Regions from separate parts of the Rattus norvegicus genome. Here region 2 is linked to region 1. Evidence: chromatin contacts called from public Hi-C data. All regions are on one chromosome and are shown on one strand. Each heading gives the region's core, a stretch centred on a gene start, on an enhancer-like site or on the middle of the called end of the contact. The rest is flanking DNA. Distances are from core to core; before and after follow the strand shown. Region 1 overlaps Lmtk2 (lemur tyrosine kinase 2). Region 2 holds the start of Lmtk2 (lemur tyrosine kinase 2).

Evidence for each region. Hi-C and Micro-C count contacts between places; a contact is called where the count stands out from the background.
Region 2: a Hi-C map of kidney shows a contact between it and region 1, with 2.4 times the contacts expected there. The contact joins the promoter of Lmtk2 here to the enhancer-like site in region 1. A contact is called at or near these places in 9 of 12 Hi-C or Micro-C datasets (the A7r5 cell line, Schwann cells, frontal cortex and 5 more) and 1 of 1 datasets of contacts at active chromatin or transcription factors (oligodendrocytes).

What each region holds. Positions count from the first base shown.
Region 1 is chr12:15,566,723-15,574,200 of GRCr8, forward strand. Lmtk2 (lemur tyrosine kinase 2) reads right to left here. Exons shown (of 14, transcript NM_001427236.1): 7 at 4,306-4,439. Among named protein-coding and RNA genes, the nearest start is that of Bhlha15, 32 kb to the left of the region's middle. Within about 2 kb of position 2,414, at least 8 of the 93 cell types and tissues checked have an H3K27ac peak or open chromatin away from gene starts, as enhancers often do. A contact at or near this core is called in kidney, where this site is marked.
Region 2 is chr12:15,619,505-15,626,403 of GRCr8, forward strand. It overlaps Lmtk2 (lemur tyrosine kinase 2), which reads right to left and starts at 2,888. Exons shown (of 14, transcript NM_001427236.1): 1 at 2,485-2,888. The coding sequence starts at 2,590.

The DNA of each region.
Region 1 (7,478 bases), core at 1,164-3,663:
GGTCTGGGGTGAGCTAAGAATGGACATGACCCAGGCGCCTCTCTGGAATGGGAGCTGGGACTCCACTTCTGAGAAGGACCCTGAGGTTTCTGGCAATCCCCTCAGGGTCCTGTACCTGGGGACCTACACCATAACCAGATACCTTTGCTAAGAATAAAACACAGTATCACCAGGATTAACTACCCACGAGGTAACCTCCTCAGATCCAAGTCTAGAGACCAGCCCAGATCTAGATCAGAGAAAGCTGGTATATTTTCTGTGTGCACATTTATAATCAGTAGTTATGAAGGGAACTAGAACTTTCTACCTGGAATGCTGATTTTTCTCAGGTGGCCTGCCCTGAGCTAGCTTAGAAACATGCAGCGTTTTTTCCTACAGAGGGCCATTAACTTGTGAGACACAGACACTAGTGTGTGCCTTGATTTACTGAGTTTCATGTGACCTAGAATAGCCTCAAACTCTATGTAGCTAAGGACAACCTTGAACTTCTGGTCTCATCTGCTTCCACCTCTCAAATCTTAGAATCCAAGGTATCCATGCCTGCTTTTTGGGGGGCTTGGGACAGATCCAGGGCCTGGAGGGTACCTGGCCAGTACTCTATCACCTGAGCTACACAGAGATGCTGCGTTAATTGGGCAACAAGGGTGCGGGGTTCTTTCTGTGCCCTCCTGAAGTGCAAAGTTGTCATAGTTGTCATTGCTGGTGGTGGTCTGTGTGTCTGTCTGTCTGTCTCTCTCTCTAAAAAAAAAAAAAAAGGGGGTTGGGGATTTAGCTCAGTGGTAGAGTGCTTGCCTAGCAAGCGCAAGGCTCTGGCAAGGCCCTGGGTTCCGTCCCCAGCTCCGAAAAAAAAAAAAAAAAAAAAAAAAAAAGGCTTCCTCCTTTCCTTCTACCCTTCCAGGTAGCACAAATCAGCAAACTGGTAGGTACAGACTTTCTAAATAACGTTCACACCAAAACAAATATACAAAGAGCACACACTGTCATGTCCCAAAATGCACCTAAGACTTCAGATACCACAACATGGTTCCCGCCTGTGCTAGCCACAACGCAACACCACAGGCAGCTGGAGCTTCCCTCGTTCCCTTGGGAATGTCTGTTCCTCCCATTTGCCACCCTCTCAGGTAACACTGGGGTATTTTGTTTTTTTGAGGCAGTCTTACTATGTAGTCCAAGCGAGTCTTGAACTTGCAATTCTCTTGCCTTGGCCTCCTTACCACTGGGTACAATAGGTTTTGTTTCTTTTAAAGAATCTTTTTTAGCAAACCTGGCGGTGGTGACAAATGCCTTTAATCCCAGCATTCAGGCGGCAGAGGCAGGGAGACCTCTGAGTTTGAGGCCAGCCTGTTCTACAGATAGTCAAGGCTACACAGAAAAATTCTTTCTTTAAAAAAAAAAAAAAGAACAAAAAACAAAACAAAAACCGAAACAACAAAACAACCAACCAACCAAACAAACAACCCAAAAAACCCCCAAACCCCCAAACCAACAATAAAAAATTCTTTTTAGCTGAGTGTGGTGTGTACACCTTTAACCCTAGCCCTCTGGAGGCAGAGGGGGATGATCTCTGTGAGTTCCGGGCCACTCAGGGCTAACAGAGTAAGACCCTGTCTTAAAAAAGAGAGAGAAGAAAGGAAAAAAAGTAGTAAAAAACAAAAACAAAAAACAAACAAACAAACAAACAAACAAAAAAACCCCAAACTAGGCACGTATAGAAAAGGTTCCCTGTCCTTGCCTCCTGGGTCTGGCTCCTGTTGGTTGTCTATCTGCTACTTAGCCAGTCTGAACACGAACACCATTCGCTCAGTGACCTGAGTACCTGCGGCCCAGGAGACCTTGCAGGCAGAGGATGGGGGACACTGGGCTCTGTCTGGGTCACCTGTGGAATGGTAACAGGAACATGTACCATTCACACGGCCTTCAAGAATGCTGTGTATGACCTCAGAGACGCAGGCTGCCTGAGAGCCTGTGATAAGGCTCTCTCTAAACATTATGTAAAAACAAATTTTAACTAGGGTGACTTACTAGACCAGTTTCTAACATAAGAACAACTTTGGGTTAGACAGGTGGACCGGGCTATTTCGACCAAGTCCTCTGAGTCAACCAATGTTCTAAACCTCAATTTTAAAATCAGGCCATATGGAAGGCCACCTACACAAGAAGAATTTTTAAAGAAGCGAAGTCCGTCCCACACGAGACTTTCCATCAAACAGCATCTGTATGTGTTCGTGCATGTGTGTGGAGTATGCACAGACACCTGAGTATGCAGTGTCCGTGTGCATGTGGAGGCCAGAGGATAACCTCAGGTGTGGCTCCTCAGACACTGTCTTACGATGCCACTCCCCCCAGTCACTGTCACTCCCTGTCCCCGAGTAAGCTAGGTTTCCCTCTGTCTGTCTACCCAGCTCTGTCATTACGAGCTTACAATGCCACACTGAGTTTCTATAAAAAAATGAAACAATGGATTGGGGCTGGACAGACGGCTCAGTGGTTAAAAAGCACTTGTGGCTACTGCAGAAGACCTGGGTCCTTCCCAGCACCTGCATGGCGGCTCACAACTGCCTGTTACTCTAGTTCCAGAGAAGCCAATGGCCTGTGTGGTCTCTGAAGCCACTGTACGAGTATGGCCTCACACACGCAGGCAAACCCTCATATACATAAAAACCAAGATAGATAAATATTTTGGACAATAAATTAAAAAAAATAAAAGCAAGGGGTCAAAGTCTGGCCCTGTAAGTTCCTTACCAGCTAAGCTACCACACACCCAGCCCAGAGCAGTTCCTTTAAACAGCAGAACAAAACGGCTGCCAATGGTTCCAAGGTCCTTCTGTACCCTGGGCTTTGTGCGTGGATATCGTCCAAGCCATGTGATTTATCTTTATTTGTTTTCAAGACTCCAAGACTTTGCCTTGAAGAAGCATGGGAAAATACTACTGGCTATGACAGCTCTGTCATCTTTAAGAACACAGTGGTGAACAGGCCTTATGCACACTTCCCATGGTTTAAGTTGTCTCTGGGAACTTCATGTTGTAATTTTGATGGGAGACTTAAGATTTTATGTTCTAATTTGTGTGTGTGTGTGTGTGTGTGTGTGTGTGTGTGTGAGAACCTGCAGAGGCCAGAGGAGGAAGGAAGATTCTCGTGCTGGAGTTGAGCAGAGGTGTGAGTTGTCTGGGGTATGTGCTGCAAACTAAACTTGGGTCCTCTGCAGGAGCAGTGTGAACCGGAGCCACCTCTCCAGCTCGAGACTGGTTTTTGAAAATAGAAACTTCCCAGACGTCTCTTCGAGACAGGTATGCCTTTTCAGATCTTTGTGTTATTAGCAAGCACGAGGAATGGATTTATGGTCTCACACTCAGCGTCCCACCACCTGAGGTGAGGCAGACACAGGAACACTGGCGATTGCTGACTTCCAGCCTAGCTGGGAAAATGTCAGCTAGGAAGAGTTCCTGCCTCAGGTAATCCTCACCAAAGACAGAGAGTGAGAAAGAAGGCTATCGGACTCCCTCTTCAGGCTGGTGTTCTTGACTCTGTACACACAAATAAATAATTCTATTTTGAAAAACTGGACCGTGAAAGCCTGCAGTCTAAAGGAGACTAAGCAGGAAGCCTTTTCCAACTCACGGTGCAGCCACCAGGGGAGGCCCTGATCATGCACACAGCCCCAAACTGCCTGTCCTCCAGGGTACAAACCGGAGGCGGCACCTTCAGACCTGACACGATTGCTCGTTGGCCAGAAGAGACGCCGTTGCCTTCAGCCCCTCTTCCTGGGGGCTGTGAAGGACAGCACAGGAGAGGATCCCAGCCTGAAGCTTACTGAAGAGAAGCAGTGAGCCAGAGGTCAGGAGGGAGCCTGCTGCGTATCCCTGTGCACTCCTCGGGAATTCTCCAGACTTCAGGCTATGATCCTTCCATTCTTTGGCAGTGTTTAACTCAAACCCAACCCCGTCTTCACCACTGTGTCTAAAGCAGAGCGCTCGTGATGCAACCCGACCTCCTTGATTTCCTCCTTCCTTCTTCCACACTTTCCGCCTTCAGTTTTTGTGTAGGTGTTTTTGAATTAGGGTCTCATGCACCCCAGGCTGGCCTCAATTATGCAGTGGAGAATGTCTTTAAACTTCTTTTTGACTCTCCTGCCTTCTATGTACCACTGTATCCAGTTTACGAAGCCCAGAGTTTTAGGCATGTTAGCGTACAGTCTACCAACTAAGCTACAGTCCTTCCCAGGCTTCTCCCCAAACCTGACCACCTCTGCAGAGAGCAGCAACAGCAAAACCATGAGGAGTGCCCGTGCCTGGCCAGACATACCTGTGCAGGAAGTGCAGCTTGTGCATGGCTGCCAGCCCTGCGGCAATCTCGCACGCCATCCTCTGCAGCAGCATGGTCTGTGACTCGCTGCGCACGTGCTCTTGTTCATTGTGCAGGTAAGCCTTCAGGTCACCCTGCAACAGGAAAGCACGAGTGTCAGGTGCAGCACCGGGAGAAACCAGGCACCCAGGCCACACTGAAGCTGATCTGAACTATTAAGAATGACGCAGAACAAAGCAGTAAATGGAATACAATCGGACAATGACGCACAATTAAACTCAGTGCAGTACAGATGTCTAGAAACCTTCAGGTAATAAAGAAGTGATATGGAGAATTTAAAAAATGGTGCCATTCACACCACCTGACTTCCATTTCCAGGATAAGGTGAGTACTTCATCACAAGGCTCCATGGCCACTATGTATGCATGCGTGAGCAATGGAGAAGAGACTGCAAAAAGAAAATGGTGGAAGAGGTGTGGGAAGCCACTGAGTACTCGGGACAGGTTCGAGTCTCTCTCAGCTTCCTTTCCCAGGGAACAACACGGGAAAGAGCATTCCAGCCACCTGCAAACTCCAATTCAATTCAAAAGCCTTCGCAGAGGATGGCAGCCTGAGCAGGAAAGGAACAAATTCCAGTCAGACACACAGGCATCCAGCTTCCTGGCTACTCCCCGTGACTGCTGTGGGCTTCCTGTCTAAGAGGACACATAGACATCATCTCTGCTTGGGGAAGGACATTGAGGAAATAATGTTAGTCTCCTTACACAAGAACAGATACTTACTGATTTGATCTAAATCAAATGAAAGCTTTCTGGGAGAGGAATGTATACACACACGTTCAAGTGTGTGTGTGTTGGAGGCCAGAGGTCAGCCCTGGCACCTTCCTCAATCACCCTCTACTTGAGTGTTTGAGACAGTATCTCCTATTGGCCTGGAGTTGCTTACTAGGCCTGACTGGCTGGCCAGCTACTTCTAGGGTCCCTTCTGTCTGTCTTTCTAGGGCTGGGACTACACATACACACACACATTCATACACACACACACACACACACACACACACACACACACCATCTCTGGCTTTCTTTACATGTGTTTTGGTGATTGAACTCATTTATTTGGTAAGCATTTTACTGAGTCATCTCTCCAGGCCCCAAATTGAAGATTTTTATAATCTGATACTAAGATAGACAGTAACTCAAGATCTTACAGCTTAAAGTCCAATTAAAAAAGAAACTCAGGGGTTGGGGATTTAGCTCAGTGGTAGAGCGCTTGCCTAGCAAGCGCAAGGCCCTGAGTTCGGTCCCCAGCTCCGGAAAAAAAAAAAAAAAAAAAAAAAAGAAACTCAGAGGGTGGATGATCTTCTTGACAACTTCAGTAAGTTTACCAAAGAGAGAAAATTTGTCAGATTCCTCCCAGGATAGAATTTTCAATCGTAATATTCCTCCGCAGGCAGCTGTGCACACACTAATGTAGTGTCTAGGTCCCACCCAGACCTGCACTGGTGTCTATTCCTCTCTTTAACAGTTCTAGCACACACAAAACTGTTTGTTGATAACAGTGATTGTTCTTGAATTGTCATATTTTGATGTTTTGAGACAAGAGCATGACCATGTAATGCAGGCTGGTCAAGAATCTCATCCCACCCTCCCAAGTATCAGGACTGCCATTCGTGCTTTTGTGCATTGTATAAAACAGGATGGTTTGTATCTTTTACCCAAGGTGCTTATTTCTTACAACCTCAGGTATCTTGCAGATATAGGACCGAGGCTTACAAGAGTCACAAGAGCCAGCTGTGACAATGGCTGTCTTGCTACCTAAAAGGTGGAGGCAGGAGAATGAGGAATTCAACATCATTCTTTGGCTATAAAATGACTTTGAAGCCAGCCTGGAACACAAGAAACCCCACCCAAAAGAGAAAGAAAGAAAAAGGAAAGAAGTCTGTCTTAGATTACAGGACGTCAACAGGGCTCAGCTTGTCTCACTTATACTTTAAGGGTGATTAGTGAGTAGATATGGACAATTAGTACTGTCTGTGATTTAAAGAAAAAATATGAAATTACCAAGAGGGCTGGACAGATGGCTCAGTGGTTAAGAGCACTGATTGCTCTTCCAGAGGTCCTGTGCTCAATTCCCAGCAACCATATGGTGGCTCACAACCATCTGTAATGAGATCTGATGCCCTCTTCTGGTGGGTCTGAAGACAGTGACAGTGTACTCATACACATTAAAATAAATAAATCTTTTTTTTTTTTAAAAAATCACCAAGAACAATGTGTTGTGAATTAAAATGAAATTCTCTATCCAGGCTTTACATTTTTCAAGTACATCCAAGAAAGACAATTTGCTGACACTAGATGGCGACAGGGAGCTATCTATACCCAGCATTAGCCCTCCTAAATTCCAACACAAAAGGCCAGTAGTGCTCTATACAGGATTTTGGCAGATCACTAAACACAGAGAATTAATTTTTAATATATGTTAATTTAATGTTAACCACTTAATGTAATGGAGACAGTAAATACCTTTATAGTGGAAATGCTGGTCATTTGTTTGTCTAATATGTTTAAAGAACTTTGTTTGGTTTTGAGACAGGCTTTAGATAGATAGCCCAGGCTAGCCTCAAATTCAAGTAAGGATGATCCTGAATCTCTCTTACTTTCATGAATGAATGGGTATGGACCAGTTGAAGCTCACTCAGGCTTGTATCTGGATGCGATCCTAATACCCCCTGCCTCTTGGCTGGTGGGTTATTTGCTTGTGGCCTTCTAAACCCCTCTCCTCTGAAGTCTTCTCTTCTCTCAGCTCTCCTATCCCTTAAGCTCTCAGGAAAAGCAACAAAAGCTAGGAGCCTCTGGCTCCACCCCCTCATCCCTGTCTGCTCTTGTTCTTGCTACCACTGTTGTCTTCCTTCTTGAGCAGACTCCTTTCACAGCCTGGCATGTCCTGGCTGCGTCCTGTGGCCTCTTCCCTTGAACGAGCCTCTGTGCTTTGACTACACATGCTGAACCCCCATTCCCACAGCCAGCGGTTCTGCCGAGAATGAGCCAAAACCACCCCCTCCCCCCAGGTCTCATTCTTCCTTCAAAGCCAGCCCCTTGAGACGGCATGATGGCTCAACACCAGCCTCAATCTGAGCACCATCCTCATACCCAACACGGTGGAAAGAAACCAAC
Region 2 (6,899 bases), core at 1,638-4,137, 53 kb after region 1:
CACACACACCCCTAACCTATTTCTGAGAAGTGTGCTTTCTCAAAGGCACCATTAAACAGTCTGACCTTTCCAAAGAATAAGAACAAGGAGGCTGTCTTAGGTACTATTGCTGAAACAAAACACCATGGCCAAAAAGCAAGTTGGGGAGGAAAGGGTTTCTTCGACTTACACTTCCACAGTGCTCTGTTCATCACTGAAGAAAGTCAGGGCAGGAACTCACACAGAGCAGGATCCCCAGGACAAGGGCTGATGCAGAGGCCATGGAGGGTGCTGCTTACTGGCCTGCTTCCCCTGGCTTGCTCAGCTTTCTTATACAGCTCAGGAATGGCACCAACTGATCACTAATTAAGAAAATGCCTTAGAGCTGGATCTCATGGAAGCATTTCCTCCACTGAGGCTCCTTCCTCTTTGGCGACTCTGTTGAGTTGACACAAAACCAGCCCACAAAGGGGGCCTACCCTTATTTGGGAAGGCTAGTCTTGCTTTGTACAGGTCTCTAGATCATCAGACACCCCAGCTATGTTTTCACTGCACAGCTGCTCTTTTATCTAACATATATATCCAGTGGGCTCAATAAATACCATTAACAAGAAAGTTTCTTTACCCTTGATCCAAAAAAAAAAAAATCTATCTCCATGGTTGAACGCTGGGCATGTGTGAGACCCTGTGTTCGATCCATAGTACAGGAAAGGCAGAGGGGAAGAGAGAGGAGAGAAAGGGAGTGGGAGAGGGAGGGGGGAGAAATCTCTCCCAGTTGTAATATCCATAAGCTGTTTGGACAATGAAACAATTCCACACATCTATGTTTGACATTTAATAATACATCATTTATACAGTCTATACAGCTCCCTCTAAGGACCAAAACAGGAAAGAAAAATGTGCAAAAGTGGATACAAATCACCTGGCCTTCCCGTGTGTCAAAACCTTATGTCAAGAACTCGTGGGTTTATGTTTTTCAGGTTGCTCAGAATGCATAAAAACTGATAGGCACAAGAACTTCTGGAAGTTTCTGGAGTCCCCAGGTCACACGCACTCTACCCACTGCTACTCTGGAGTTAATTTTCCATTTAAATGTCAATACCCTTACATAGCAACATCACCTCCTTTCTGTATAATCTTTCCCAGCTTCCCTGGTATTTTCTGCCAGGCTATCTGGGCTGACTATCGACTTCTGCCGACATCCAGTTATCTTATCCATTGACTCAGAACACTGAAGTCACCAAAAAAGACTTGATTCCAAGGGGATAGCACAAAGACGGTGCTACATTAGATAGTGTAACCACACCACCTAATGCTCAACTGAATGGTACTCAATGGCATATACCCTGTATATGTATATGTGTAGTTCTGGAAGCCATCACCCTCTATCATTGTAGATTTGTTTGAAACACCCATATTGACTGGAGACAGTTCTACACTTAAACCTTGGCCTCAGGGGCATTCCACAGACAGTTGAGAGCTGAAGTGAACTGGGAGGTAGGGGTGCAATCACAAGACAAGGTGAATCCAAGACCTGGGTTTGCATCTAACTACAACTTGGCTGTGTCACCTTGAGTATATCTTTTGATCACCAGGGTTCCAGCATCCTCAATGCAAAAGATGAAGAAATTGGACTAAATCATCTATACGGTTTCTTCCAACCTCTAAAGTTCTTTGAAATGTCAATACCTCCCCCACCACTGAATTTTTAATCCTTAAAATTTCTGGGATGGTTTCTTTGGCTGAAGTTTTATTTATAAACTCCAGATCACAACTACATGCAGAAAATATAGAAGGGCTGAGGGCTTGAAAAGAGAATCACTCACTAATATCACTTAAATAGGCAATTCAATTACCCTCAGGCCAATCTGTCAATGGTTACTCAAAAGTTGCTACACCAGTCACTAGCTTCCCAAAACAAAGATACGCATCCTTTGCTCCTTTCTCATCCCCAGAGACTCATTTCGAAAAATAAATGAACAGACAAATAGACAAATAACCCAACAACCTCAGCATCTAAAATCAATTTACAAATTTAGAACAAGTTTCGGTGAGCCAAGGAAACTGCACAGCTTCCAGGAGTCATTGTGTTTCATTTAAGGAATGACGAGAGATAAGAAACGGTTCTTATTATAGGACGCGAGAAAAGCCACAAGAGGCAGGTGACATCTGGAAAAAAGGAAGAAGTGTCGAGAGGACAGAAGCTGGAGGGACCTTTAGGCAACAAGTTTAGAGTCCGGGAAGAGTCCCCCAGGGATGTAGGGAAACCCGTCTCTGCCACCTCGCCCCGCCGTCTTCCCCAACCCCCACCGCGTCGCCGCGCCCCCGCCCCCCCATCCCACGCCCCTGCGGCAAGAAATCTCCCTAGGATCGCTCGCACCCCGCGGCCTCCTGCCCTCCGCAGGCCTCCGATCCGTCGCAGAGGTGGCCCAACCCCGCAGGCCCGCCGACCTCGCCGCCGCCCCGCAAGACGCAGCGGCCCCGCAGCACCCGGGCTCCGCTCACCTGCACCTGTTTGCGGAAGTGGCGCGGCCCGGGCACTGCCGACGGTCAAGAGCAGAAGCAGCAGCAGCGGCATCGGCAGCGGCGATGATGCCGGTGGTCCCGGCATTTCGTCCACCGCGCGGTCCCCTGCCGGGGCCGGCTCTCGGGTTGCCGCCTTCAGTCAGTCAGCCCTCCGCGCCGCCTCAGCGACACCGGCGCCGGCTGCTTCGGGACACACGTCTCGTTAGCCAAACGTCAACCCTGTTCCCGGTCTGCATCCGCCGCTCTGGCCACAGAGCCAGCATCATCCTTCCCGCCCGTCTGCGCCGCCGCCGCCCCTCAACAGCAGCAACGGCACCCAGCCTGCGGAGCCGCGGGCCCAGGCAGCCGCGCTCCCGCCGCCATGATGGGCTGCGTCATGTGACGTAGAGCGGAGGCGGGATGCCGTGACCGACACCTGGATCAGCCAATCGTCAATCCATATTGACTCCTGAAGCCCCACCCCCTCAGCCATAGGAGGCAAGATGGATTTCGGTGCGCCCCCTGCAGACGGAGGAATGAGGCGTGGGCAGCAGGTAACACCGAGAATTATTTTAGGAAGATATAAAGAAGACCATGATAACCCACATAATTCAATCTGGGACTTTATTTTTCCTTCTTTTTATTTTTCTTTTCTTATTTTTACCAACATGGTTCTCGATATTTTATCCCTGGTTTTACCTTCTTCATTTTTACTTCTCAGAACTTCCTTAGCCTCTTCACCTTAGGTTTACCCTCAGATCAGCTTCTGAGGAACTTTGAACTTTTTAAATTTTCAATTGATCAAGCACAGAGTGTTAATGACTTCACTCGCTGACGTAGCAGTGAGCTCAAACTGGCCCTTCTGCCAAGACAGCCCTTCCTGCCCCCTCTTGTTCACCTGGCAGACGCTCTTCTTTTCGTTCATCAAGACACACCTGGAATATGACTTCATCGATGGCTTCTACCCAATCCCACAAATAAATAAGCATCTACGACTCCACCCCAGCCCATGTTTTATTGCTCCTGTGACTGTAAACCAGTTGAGGACAGCAACCCTGTCTGAGTCACCTTGGATCTCCTGCTGGGCTTATCGTGAAATAGGTGTCCTCTATAGGACCTGGGCTGGGTGTTGGTGGTGAGTGTGAGGAGGGAGAGGCTTCCAGGTGGGGTAGAAGATGTTTCAAACACAATGGAGAAGGCTGAGGAGATTGCTTGCCTTGTAAGCATGAGGACCTGGATTCGATCCCCAGAACCCCACATAAAGAAAAAAACGCTTGCTGAGGGGACAGAAAAAGATGGGTCCTTAGGGTTTGCTGACAAGCTAGACAAACTTGCTAGGCAAGTTTCAGGCAAATAAGAGACCCTGCCTCCAAAAAAAAAAAAAAAAAAAAAAAGTGGACCCTGACCCTGAGGAAAAAATTCTTCTGGCTTTTCTGGCCTACAAACACACACCCAGGAGTGGGGGTGGAGAAAATGCACACACATGTACAAATCACATGCCGCAAACACAACACACGCATCCATGCACACACAAAAGAAACAAGAGAAAGTGCTTGACAGTTAACACAGCTCCGAAGCTACCTTTGCTGACTCTGGTAGTCCAATCCGTGAATGAAAACAACTGAGGGACTGGTTCTGTATCTTATCAGGTGGGACTTTAGCAACTCACAAACTCAGAGCTTTCCGCATTTTCCAATTTCCCTCCAAATACCCACTGTGAATACTAGCTGTCCGTGGTGCTAATTCAGCACAGACAGGGGCACAGGATGTCTGTTGATTGAGGCAAGCCGCACTAAAAATCCTGAGGAAACTAGTAGCTGGCCCATGACACGGAGCTCAACTCTGCCTCTTTCTACTGGTCTTTCTGTGGAGAAGGGAAGGAAGGCAAAGGTCTAGGAAGGAGGCACAATTGTCCTGTTGTGCATTGACTTCCATCCGGAAGCTCAACCCGCTGCATTCAAGGAACCAGGAATTCATGCTCCAACCTGACAAGAGGCTCTGTGAGGAGCAGAGCTGGCTCAGTGAAAGCCCTTCCTCATAATCCTCCTGGTAATTAATCATAATTAAGATGCACCCCAACAACGAGTTGTTCTGTGATCACAAAGCAGGTTTTGTTTTTATTTGAGTAAGCCCCAAAGTTGAGACACACACAAACACACAACTGTTTTTCCCCCTCCCATGGGGCATGGGTTAAGGTACGCATTCCTCACAGGGTGTCTAATGGAAACCTTTACCCCTGCCCCCACCTCACTGTTTCTACCTTTGCCCAGTACTTGGCTCAAAGACTTCTAGTTAGAGATTCTACAAGACAAACAAAGACTTGCTGGGTTGGTGAAGTTTCACCTCAGAGTCAGGCAGGAAAAAAAAAAAAAGTCAGCTTTTAGCAGAAGTTAAGGTGAGATTCTCTGAGGTAAGAATCAATAATAAGGGGTTGGGGATTTAGCTCAGTGGTAGAGCGCTTGCCTAGGAAGCGCAAGGCCCTGGGTTCGGTCCCCAGCTCCGGAAAAAAAAAAAAAGAATCAATAATAATTCCCTGTTTTTGCACTTATCTGCTGCCTTCTCCAAGTCTTCCTCAATGCCAAGCCATTGTTCAGAAGACCCTACCCTCTGGCATTATTGTCCTGCCAGCGAGCCCTGCTAGAGGCTTGCCTGCTGAAGGATATGAAGTCTGTTTAGCCCAGGATGACTTGCCACTGTGGAAAGGTGGTGCCCTGTGAGCACCCTAAAGGTTTTCAGAGCTCAGCTCTGATCACACAGGGCATTCAGGAGGGTCCTGATGAAAGTCGTTGTTAAAATTTTTTGGAATTCTGTGGGCCAGTAGTTAAACACACTTCCATTCTTTCTAATAAAGGAAAAAAAGAAAGAGGGGAAAAAAAAAGATTATTTCGTGAGTTTTGTTTTGTTTTGCCTGCTTGTATACCTGTATACGTTTGTGCCATGCCCTCGGATTCTGGAAGAGGGCATTTAATCCTCCGGACCCGGAGTTGCAGGCAGTTGTGAGTGGCCCAAATGGGTTCTGGGAACTGAACCCCAATCAAGTCCTCTTAATTGCTGAGCCATCCTCTCCAGTTCTTCCTCCTCTTCCTCCTCCTCCCCCTCTTCTTCCTCTTCTTCCTCCTCTTCCTCTTCCTCTTCCTTCTCCTCTTCCTCCTCCTCCTCCTCTTCTTTCTCTTCTTCCTTCTCTTCCTCTTCCTCCTTCTCTTCCTTCTCCTCTTCCTCCTCTTCCTCTTCTTCTTCCTTCTCCTCCTCCTCTTCCTCTTCCTCCTCCTCCTCCCCTTCCATCTCCTCCCCTTCCTCCTCTTTCTCTTCCTCCTCCTCCTCCTCCTCTTCCTCCCCTTCCTTCTTTTTCTTTTTGAGACAGAGTCGCATGTAGCAAACGCTGGCTCTGACCTCAGTATGTAGCAAAGGATGACTTTGAACTTCCGATACCCCCATTTCTTCCTCCGAAGTGGTTGGATTACAGACATGTGTCACTAAGCCTGGTATCTGTCCTACTGGGGTTCGAGTCCAGTGTGTCACGGATGCTGGGTCTGCACTTTAGTAACTGAGCTCTATCTCTAGCCCTCAGACCCAGTAAAATGGAGTCATAGACATGGTGGAAGACATCTGAAATCCCAGCACTTAGGAGGTAATAAAGATCAGGGGATCAAAAGATACCCTGGGCTACATGAAAACCTTGCCCTAAATAACTAAAGCCCCCAAATGACGTTATAGAAATGTACAGTTGAGTAAAAACAACGATCTGGGGGACGGTGGCACATGTCTTCAATCTCAGTACCAGGGAGGCAGAACCAGGCAGATCTCTGAGCTCAAGGAAGGTCTGATCTACAGAGCAAGTTCCAGGACAGCCAGAGCTACACAGGGGAGCCCAGTCTCAAAAAAGAAAATAAAAACTGAAGGCAATAGGAAGAAGTGTTTCTAGAATGGAAAGCAGCACGAACATTGCAAAATCTGTGGCTCAGCAGGGGAAGCATGTGCTGCTGACTGACATGGGAAAGTCCCCAAGCCTCACATGGTAAAAGAAAACGGACTCGAATAAATTGTTCTCAGATGCCCCATGTGTGCTGTAGCATGTGATACCTTCCCACCACATGTACTATTGAGGCCTGCCCCCACACCTCCCCTTTCCCTCTGACATAGCTGTAGCCATTTTGTTCCATGCCCACCAGCTCTTTCATGTCATTGCTAGTATATGCTTGCCAGTCACTGATATAGAAAATACAACTTGACTCAGAGTAGGGTCGTTCTGACCACATACCTGTTATGTTCTGAGGTTTGTTAATTTTTTTTTTCCATCTTTATTAACTTGGGTATTTCTTATTTACATTTCGATTGTTATTTCCTTTCCAGGTTTCGGGGTCAACATCCCCCTAACTCCTGTCCCTCCCCTTCTATATGGGTGTTCCCCTCCCCAT